Regions from separate parts of the Sus scrofa genome. Here region 2 is linked to region 1. A link is a contact called in public Hi-C data. All regions are on one chromosome and are shown on one strand. Each heading gives the region's core, a stretch centred on a gene start, on an enhancer-like site or on the middle of the called end of the contact. The rest is flanking DNA. Distances are from core to core; before and after follow the strand shown. Region 1 holds the start of SMARCC2 (SWI/SNF complex subunit SMARCC2). Region 2 holds the start of RNF41 (E3 ubiquitin-protein ligase NRDP1).

Region 1 (4,434 bases), core at 510-3,009:
TGCCTTCACAGGCTCTCCTAGATGGGAAAGACCAGCTACTACCCAGCCTGGTGGGAAACAGCAAGACAGCATCCGTCCTTTTGGAGGAAATTATTACAGACAAGCAACCCTGGGCCTTCTTAAACATTTCCTTGCTATGCTACCTAGCATCCCAGCCTCCTTCTGTTGTCATTTAAAACGGTGCCAAGAGGCTTTCTCTTTACCTTTTGACCCCTTTTTCCTCAGCCCTAATCACAGAGAAAAGCACACCTTTCACTGGGAGGTGTAAAAAGATCCTTGAAAGAAAAGGTAAATGACAGAAAGAGTTAAGAACTTGAAAGCTGAACCAGGTCACCGGCTGTCAATCCCCCCAGGGTCAGAGCCTAAGCCCCTAGACTGATCTCGCTTCCAAAAGATCAAAGGTAAGAAGCCTGGGAACAAGAGTCTCACACTGGGGTACAGAAAAGCCACACACCCAGCAGCTGTTTGTCAGGATCCTGACACCTGAGAGGAGAGACCTTCCAGAACAGGGCCAGGCTCCTGACCAGGATCAGAGGGGCATTCTCCTAAACCGCCCATCATGCTTCTGACAGGCTGCAAAGCTGAGCAGGAAGAACTGGGGAGCTGAAGGAAAGTCAGAAAGAGAACCCCTAACTGGGGGTAGTGAGAGGAAGAGAGAGGCAGACGGTTTCCAGAGAAAAACCCTATGTAGCAATGTTCCTTTCAACCAGGCCTAAAGACAAAGACACCACCAGGAACAGGTTTGGTAGAAGACAGGTAAGGCTTCTTGAACCCTTTGTTCACTACCTTATTATGTCCTGTTATGGCGTGGGGGGCTACAAACATAAAGTGTATCCTGGTCCTGAACCCCAAACCCAAGGCAAGGCACGGCCAGGTGGTGGGGTGAGTTCATTGTGACCCTGAAAATGGTTTTAGAAGGGGTAGCTGCCTGGAACTCCTACACTCTGCCTTCCAAAGAGGTTCTGTTGGAGCGGTAGAGACAGGTGATCTCGGGGTGGGGGCCTTTCTCAGGCTGATGAGCAGTCAAGGGCCTGCTCTGTGGCTGTTTACCCTTCTGCTTTCATCATCTCTCTCTGAACATACACAAAGCACAGGAGAGGCCTCAAACCTGCTGGTACCTGGCTCCGTGGGGAGCTCTGGCGGGCACCGTGGCGGGCACGTTGTAAGGGCGGGGGGTAGGGGGGGTGCCCATTCGGCACCGGGTCCACCCTGGCCGTCTCTCCCGGAAAAGCCCGGAAGGCGATGGCTTGGATGGGTGGGCAGCTGGCACCGGGACCCGCCGGGGCAACGGAGAAAAACAAGGGGCAGAGGGCGCAGCCGTGGGGGCGGGGGTTGGAATCAGCGGCTGGGGGGGGCAGTAAAAGAGGTTGGGGGAGGGGCGCGGGGCGGCGGAAGGCGCGCAGGGGCTGCTACGGCCGCCGCGGGGGAGGGGCCGCGGGCCGCGGGAGGGTGGGCAGGATCCGGGGGGCCGCGGGGCCGCGGTCCCTTTGTCCCGCCCCCAGCCCCCGCGCGGCCCTGCTCACGTACCTTCTTGTAGTTCTTGCCAAGCCAGAGCCGCACGTTGTCGAACTGGGTCACGGTGTCCGCGGCCTCGTAGTACTTCACGTTGGGGCCGCCGTCCTTCTTCCGCACCGCCATCTTCTCGGGCTCGGGCCCCGCCGCCGCCGCCGCCGCCGCCGCCGCCGAGGCCGCCCGCCCCGCTCAGCTCAGCTCCCGCCTCCTCCGCCTCCTCCTCCGCCCGCCTCCCGCCGCCTCCCGCCGCCGCGGCCGCCGCCTCCCGCCGCCTAGGCCGGCCCCGGCTCGCGCAGCGCCCCCTGCCGGCCGTCAGGGCGCGGCGGCGGCGGCGGCGGAGCCCCGGGAGCGGGGCGGACCCTGGCGGCCTCCCCGGCGGCGGCGGCGGCGGAGGCCAGAGCTTTGGGGAGGAGGCTGCTTCCTGGAGGGGGCGCACACTCCCCTGAGATCCCTTTTTAACTGAAGCCTTTTCTTGCTTCTCAGCCGGGGGAGCGGGGTACACTCTGTACCACGCCAAAGCGTTGCCCCTGCCTAAGGAGCCCCCAGCCCATGACTGCGACTGCTTTCGTAGCTATTAAACCGACAGAGTTCCTAATTCCAAGGAACCCCAGGTCTTTTTCCCCAAAAAGATCCTTCCTTTCATCCATCCCCAAGAGACTCCCGTTTAAACTCTCCGGAGCCTCCATCGCTCCTAACTCCTTGTCCCAGGTACCCCTCTCACCCCATAACCCGAAGAATCCCGGAGCCGCTACCGTGGGACCCAGCCCCTTTCCCCCAACCGCTTCCTCTGCAGGCCTCGCCATCGCCTCCTAAATAGCTTGGCGCTCCTTAAGACCCTCGTCTTCGCTGGGTGGGAGCCCCTCCCTCCTAGGGTCACCCGGTCCGCTTGACTCTTCCTTTGAGCCGCATGGAGGAAGCGGTAAGGAGCGGGGTGGGAGGAGGTCATTGGGTTGTGTATTAGGCCTGGCCCAGCTTCTCGCTGTCACACGCCCTTCCTGGTCGCTATGCGGACCCCTTCTGTAAGCGCGCGGCGAAGAACAGCTTCGTGAGTCACGGTGGCCGAGTGGTTAAGGCGTTGGACTCGAAATCCAATGGGGTTTCCCCGCACAGGTTCGAATCCTGTTCGTGACGGTCACTTTTTTTCCCCTTTATACGGAGACTCTAGTCTTGCCACCTGCCCTTCAAGCACTTCGTGTCTCGGAAACAGGGGCCAGAAGGTCCCAATCCTGGATTTGTGTGGGATGAGGGTAATCATGAGAAGCGTGATTATGCACAACCAACTCTGTTAGCTGCGAGGATGCAAGGCACTTTCAGAGTTCCGTAACTTCAGGTTTGCAAGCAGAGTTTTGGCATACGTTGTTTCATTCTTTAGGGAGGGCAGAGCAAAGGATTTGGTTGAAGAAGAGTTAAGTTTTGTTGGGAATGTCAGTGCTTGTGCTAGTATAGTCAAAACTAGAATTCCCAGGTAAAGAGGGCACCTCTGGAGTTCATGAACAGATGTCCCATCTTGTAGATCTTATTAGAATGAAGACCCAGAGGCATTCCTGCTGTGGCTCAGCGGTTAACGAATCCGACTGGGAAGTGTGAGGTTGTGGGTTCGATTCCTAACTTCGCTCAGTGGGTTAAAGATCCAGCGTTGCCGTGAGCTATGGTGTAGAGGTGTTGTGGCTGTGGTGTAGACCGGCGGCTATAGCTCTAATTAAACCCCTAGCCAGGGAACCTCCATATGCCGTGGGAGCAGCCCTAGAAGAGGCAAAAAGACAAAAAAAAAAAAAAAAAAAAAAAAAAAAAAGAATGAAGATCCAGGACATTCTCTCACTGGCTCCTTCTTGAGGAGATGCACCTAAGGTATTACAACACTGAGGGAAGTAGCCTATTTAAATATCAACATTGCCAATCTAGCTGGAGCTAGAGTGTGGGAGGCACTTTTTTATTGAGTGCTCATTATGGGCTAGGTACTGTTCTAAATTCATTGTTCCAAGTTCCTAGCTGGGGAATGAACCTTCTCTAACCTCTAACTAGCCTCTTCTTCCTATCCCCAATTTCTGATTGTAAGGAACATCTAGGATACTTGGGATTTTTTTTTTTTTTTTTTTTTTTTGGTCTTTTTGCCATTTCTTTGGGCCGCTCCCGCGGCATATGGAGGTTCCCAGGCTAGGGGTTGAATCGGAGCTGTAGCCACCGGCCTACGCCAGAGCCACAGCAACGCAGGATCCGAGCCGCGTCTGCAACCTACACCACAGCTCATGGCAACGCCGGATCGTTAACCCACTGAGCAAGGGCAGGGACCAAACCCGCAACCTCTTGGTTCCTAGTCGGATTCGTTAACCACTGCGCCACGACGGGAACTCCGGATTTTTTTTTTTTTTATTTGCTTTTTAGGGCTGCAGCTGCAGCATGTGGAAGTTCTCGCCCAAGCTAGGGGTCAAATTGGAGCTGCAGCTGCCAGCTTATATCACAGCCACAGCAATGCCAGATCCGAGCTGGAGCCACATCTGGGACCTGCACCACAGATTGTGCTTGTGGTAACACCAGAACCTTAACCCGCTCAACGAGACCAGGGATCAAACCCTCGTCCTCATGGATACTAGTCTGGTTTCGTAACCTGCTGAGCCACAATGAGAACATCCTAGGAGTTGTGTTTTATTTCTTGTACAGCCACATCTCCAAAAAGGAGTGCCAGAGGGCAGGCAGTTCAAAGGTAATTCACTGCGCTTTTTACACATTCACACTTTGGAGTTTCCCACCTTCCTACTGTACCCAGTATTATCACTTTCTATCCTTCAAGTCCTTTTTCCCGTTTTTTTGGTTGTTGTTTGTTTTGGCCTCGCTGAGCATGCAGAAGTTCCCAGGCCAGGGATCAAACCTATGCCGCAACAGTGACCCAAGCCAGCAGTGACAATGCCAGATCCTTAACCACCA
Region 2 (4,434 bases), core at 584-3,083, 38 kb after region 1:
CCCTAGCCTGAGAACGTCCATATGGGTGCGGACCTAAAAAATAAATAAATAAATAAATAAAATCAGAGAGATAAAGGTGCAATGCCAGATTCATTTTTCTCTGCCCTGCAGCTGGGGGTAAGGGGGAAGCTGATATGCCTCTCCCCCTCCATAATACAGAGGACAGTATAATACTGCTTCCATTTTGGCGAGAACCTATTTCCCAGCAGCCTGGCATATAGACCTGTACCTCGAGAAATGTCTCCAGGAACCTGTGCTGTTGTCTAGTCGTGACAAGGCCCAGACTCAGAAAGCAAAGTTATCCACCCTGGGAAAACCAATCCTGGGAAAACCAATCCTATTCTACTGCTCCCCTGACCAGAACAAAACAGGATTTTTCAATTAAGAGGAGGACCAAGAGTCAGAAGACTTGGGTTCTGGTCCCAGCTCTGCCAGCTATACGACTTTTAACAAGCCATGTAACACTTCTGTAGTTTGCAATTTCTTCACTTCTCAAATAGGGAAAATGATATCTGCCTTACCTACCTTACATATTGTCAAATGACATAATAAATGTGAAAGGAAACTGAATACCACTTATTCTCAGGTAAGATATCTGCAGTAATAGAATGCCAAGTAAATTCAGACGGCCCATGAGGCCCAGGAGGAAATGCCTGAAAGAAACTTTCTTCCCCAATACTGGGAACCCGCCACAGCCGCAAAGTCGGCTGGACACACAGGGCAGTAATATTACTGCAACACTCAGATTCCCTCCATGAGTCTTACCCCATTCCTAACTAGGGGAAAACTATCAGCCTGCAACACTATCAGCTTCTTGTTCTATTGTCAGACTAAAACCACCTGTATAGAAAGGGATTAGACTATCACTATCACAGCCCGGTCCCTAAGGACAGTGGCTCAGTGGTCTCATTAACAGCCACATTTGCTACCAGGTGGAATGAAGTTACTTTCTGAATGGGGAAGATGTCTGTCTGTCCCAATGCCAAACACCCTCACCCCTCTCAGCTTTCTGCTCCTTCTCCAGCCCCCTCCTCCTCACTCCTCAATTTCTCTTACGCTTTGGCTTGGAGAAGGCTTTCTGGTGTGTGAAGCCCGCGAAGAGGGACTGGCTGCAAACTCAAGTCACGGATGTAAGGAATGTGAGATTCCTTCATGGAGGGGTGGGAGGGAGAGAGGGGAAAGGAATGGAGGAGGAAGACAAGGCTGCCAAAGACAAGGCATGGGAGAGGAGCCAAGCTATGGCGCTTCGAGGGCGGGGGTTCAGGTTCCACCGCCCCTGCGCAGGCTGTCCCCCAGATGGTTCCCTGCTTACCCTTCCGGCCCGTCAATCACTGTCCATTTAAATACCACGTTGTGCACCCAAATCCCGGCCCCCCCCCCCGGTCCTCCAGCCGGCCTAGGCCCCCTCTCGTACTTCTTAAGGCTCCCACACTCCAATGGGCCTCCCCAACAAGGCACCCTCCAGCGCTCCTTTACCACCTCTGGACTCCTCCCTTCCTCCATTTTTCATCTTTACTCCCGTCCCTTCGCCTGACCTCCAAAATCTCGAACCCCGGTCCCAATCCCCCTGGGACATCGCCCCCTCCCCTCCCACGCCCTCCTTTAGGTGGGAGCCTGCGCAGGCGCCGTACGCACCGCCCTGGAAGCGGTCTGGACTCTCCGTGCCCCGACCCGTTGGAGTTGAGGCCGCAGCAGCCACGGGATAACCCTGGTGCCGGGTGCCAGCCTATCCTGGGAGGGGAAGGGGAAGGGGAAGGAGAAGGAGAGGGGATAAGGTTCCGACCACTCGTCGCCTTGTGAGACTGAGCCTTGGCCCCGCCCACCGCTGCTACGCAACCTGGCGGAAACTCGTCACCAAGCCCCGCCCCTTTGTTTAACTCAGCCTTGGGCTAGAAACCACGAGCGGCCAACGAGGAGAGTGAGGGCTAGCCAGGCCTCCGTTCCACACCGGAAGTCTTTATGGTCCCAGCGAGAACTGTATAGCCATTTGGGAGGAAGGACTCTATGTTCTTCCGTGCTTGAAAGTCGGGGGCCGAGCTGGAGGCCGACTCTCCCGGAGCGCGAGACTTCTATTTCGAAGGGTGCACCGGTTCCGTGCCCTAAAGCTGATGCGGCTTGGTGCGAGATCGTCGCTAGGAGGCCGGCCTGCAGTGTGACCTGCCGTCTGCCCGGCCCCTCTCCCGTTTCCAGAGCTGTGGTCAGCATCCCGGAGCCGATCTTATGACTCATAGTCATGGGAATGGATACTGTAGTCAACAAGGCGACCACGGGGTGGGGAATGAGGGAGTGTCTGATCGGAAAACTTTGATCTAGGGTGCTCAGCGGGTTGCCTGCCTCTCCTAGCTACACTCCTGCGGTATTTACGTCGACCTTCCGAACGCTCGTACAGTTCCTTGAAACACCTAAGGGGAGAGAGGGAGATAAAATGCTCCTCTTCTGGGGTTGTGGTTTGATTTCCTTAGGGTACAACACCGTGGCTGGGGGTGTGGGAGGGAGAGAACCTGAGCTCCAAGGAAAGTCAAGGTGGAGTCTAAAGCCCTCTAGGAGAAGGTAAGGGATTGATTAAGCAAACCAAAGCATTACAATCATATAGCCTCTTAGGCTAATCTGATATTAAGCAGTATTTATTATGGATATTCTCTAAGCAAATAGTAATACACATGTATGTACATTGTTTATATGTGATTGGTTTATACACTTTACAGAGCTAGCTACCTTTTGTTGATTATGAAACAAGTCTCAAAGGAAACTACAGATTAGGGCTTCTTCAGCCCTCAGGGGGGACCCTGAGATCTAGTGAGATAAGTGCATTAGAAACTGTGTCCATTAGAAACTGATTCCTTTGCAAACTGGTGAGGTGGTGCAACGCCTCGATTGCGTGCTGCTCTGGTGGCTCAGCCATTCCTGGAATATGCCGAAAAAAAAAAAAAAAAAAAAAAAAAAAAAAAAAAAAAAAAAAAAAAAAAAAAAAAAAAAAACTGATCAAACTGTGAGGGACTAATGCAAATGTTGTTCTCTGTGCCCCAATTCCATTACTTCCAAAGGATGTGGGTGTGTGTCTATTGTCTCCCGTGTGAGTGCGACTTTCTCCAGAGACCTTGACCAAGCTGGATAATGCATGAAAGATGAGGAATCTAAATCAGAAATAAAGATGCAGGTTAGAGAAATTGGAGAACAGGAGGAAACTGCCTGCTGTGTGCTAGGCACTGCTTTTTATATAACTTCGTTTTCTCGTCTGCAAGATGCAATCATATTTAAGAACTGTCGAGAAAAGAAGTGATGAGCCAGATTTCATACTTTCGTCCGCCGAATTCCAAAAACCTTTGGTTCTTTTTCCACTGTGTCAGGTCTAGGAGAGAAAAATCTTAGCGCCTTCTTAGCGCATTCTCCCAGATAGAGGAAAATTGGGACCTGAGGCTCCCCCTGGTGGTCTATGTTTTTCCTTGCGCAGCCAATCCTCCCCGAGGCTCCTTTAATATCTAAAGACCCACCCCGTCCCCGGCGCGTGAATCTCGGATCGCGGTTGGCTGTTTGGGGACGGCGGCGGGACGCGAGGGACGAGCCAGGGCGGTGTTGATTGGCTGGAAGAGGCCCTCCGGGGGAACTTCCGGGAATGTTCGCACTCTTGGGTTCCATTGGTCCGCATCCGGCGGCAGCGGGGCCTTTGGCTCCCCCTGCGGGCGGCTTAGTTACGTGCACTGTCCGGCCGGCTGGCTGGGTGGGTGGTGGGCTGAGGGGGGGCGGGGGGGGGATGGACCGAGTGCGCGGTTGTCCAGATGATGGTTCGGGAAGGTTTGGAGAGTAAGATTCCATTCCCTGGCTCTGCACCAGGTTCCCTACCCCTGTTGTCGGCTTCCCCACTTCGGGGCTTGAGACTAAAAGAGCACCCCGGGAGGGAGGCTTCCAGCCCCGAAGCAGCCTATCCAGAGACCCCCAAATTCTGATTTTGAATTTGGAGGCCCCTGAGGAAGTTCGTTTCTACCCTTTTAGAGGGGTTAGAGGGTTTCAGGCTGCCTGACCCTAACCTAGTGTGGTAAGGTAGGCCTTGTGAAGTGGACATGGGGGCAAAGGCTTCAAACGTTGAAACTTCATCCCCTTTTTCCCCCTTCTAGTGGGGTGCTGAGGCTCGAGCAGCATGACGACGGAGACTTTCGTGAAGGATATCAAGCCTGGGCTCAAGAACCTGAACCTCATCTTCATTGTGCTGGAGACAGGTGGCTATGCTGGGGCCCAGGGCCAAATGCGTGGTTTCTCAGGGTCGGTCAGGGGGTCTGGAGAAAGAGAACATTACCTCTGATCTTAATTTGTACTTCCTGTGGCAGAGCACATCCTAAGACACTGCTCACTCCCAGTCTCTCTTCTATCTCCCTCCTAGAGAGTTGCATTCCGGTGTGGGGTAGATGGAACTCTTGGCAGATCCAAGCCTCCAGGGCT

What was found. Hi-C and Micro-C count contacts between places; a contact is called where the count stands out from the background.
Region 2: a Hi-C map of embryonic fibroblasts shows a contact between it and region 1, with 2.7 times the contacts expected there. The contact joins the promoter of RNF41 here to the promoter of SMARCC2 in region 1. A contact is called at or near these places in 2 of 5 promoter capture datasets (fetal liver and liver), 31 of 47 Hi-C or Micro-C datasets (adipose tissue, alveolar macrophages, blood and 15 more) and 2 of 2 datasets of contacts at active chromatin or transcription factors (alveolar macrophages and skeletal muscle).

What each region holds. Positions count from the first base shown.
Region 1 is chr5:21,585,018-21,589,451 of Sscrofa11.1, forward strand. SMARCC2 (SWI/SNF complex subunit SMARCC2) reads right to left here and starts at 1,760. Exons shown (of 29, transcript XM_001929168.6): 1 at 1,528-1,760. The coding sequence starts at 1,638. It overlaps TRNAS-CGA (a tRNA gene), which reads left to right and starts at 2,562; the gene lies at 2,562-2,643.
Region 2 is chr5:21,622,756-21,627,189 of Sscrofa11.1, forward strand. RNF41 (E3 ubiquitin-protein ligase NRDP1) reads right to left here and starts at 1,834. Exons shown (of 7, transcript XM_003481616.4): 1 at 1,636-1,834. It overlaps NABP2 (SOSS complex subunit B1), which reads left to right and starts at 1,899. Exons shown (of 7, transcript XM_005655605.3): 1 at 1,899-2,197; 2 at 4,113-4,214. The coding sequence starts at 4,136.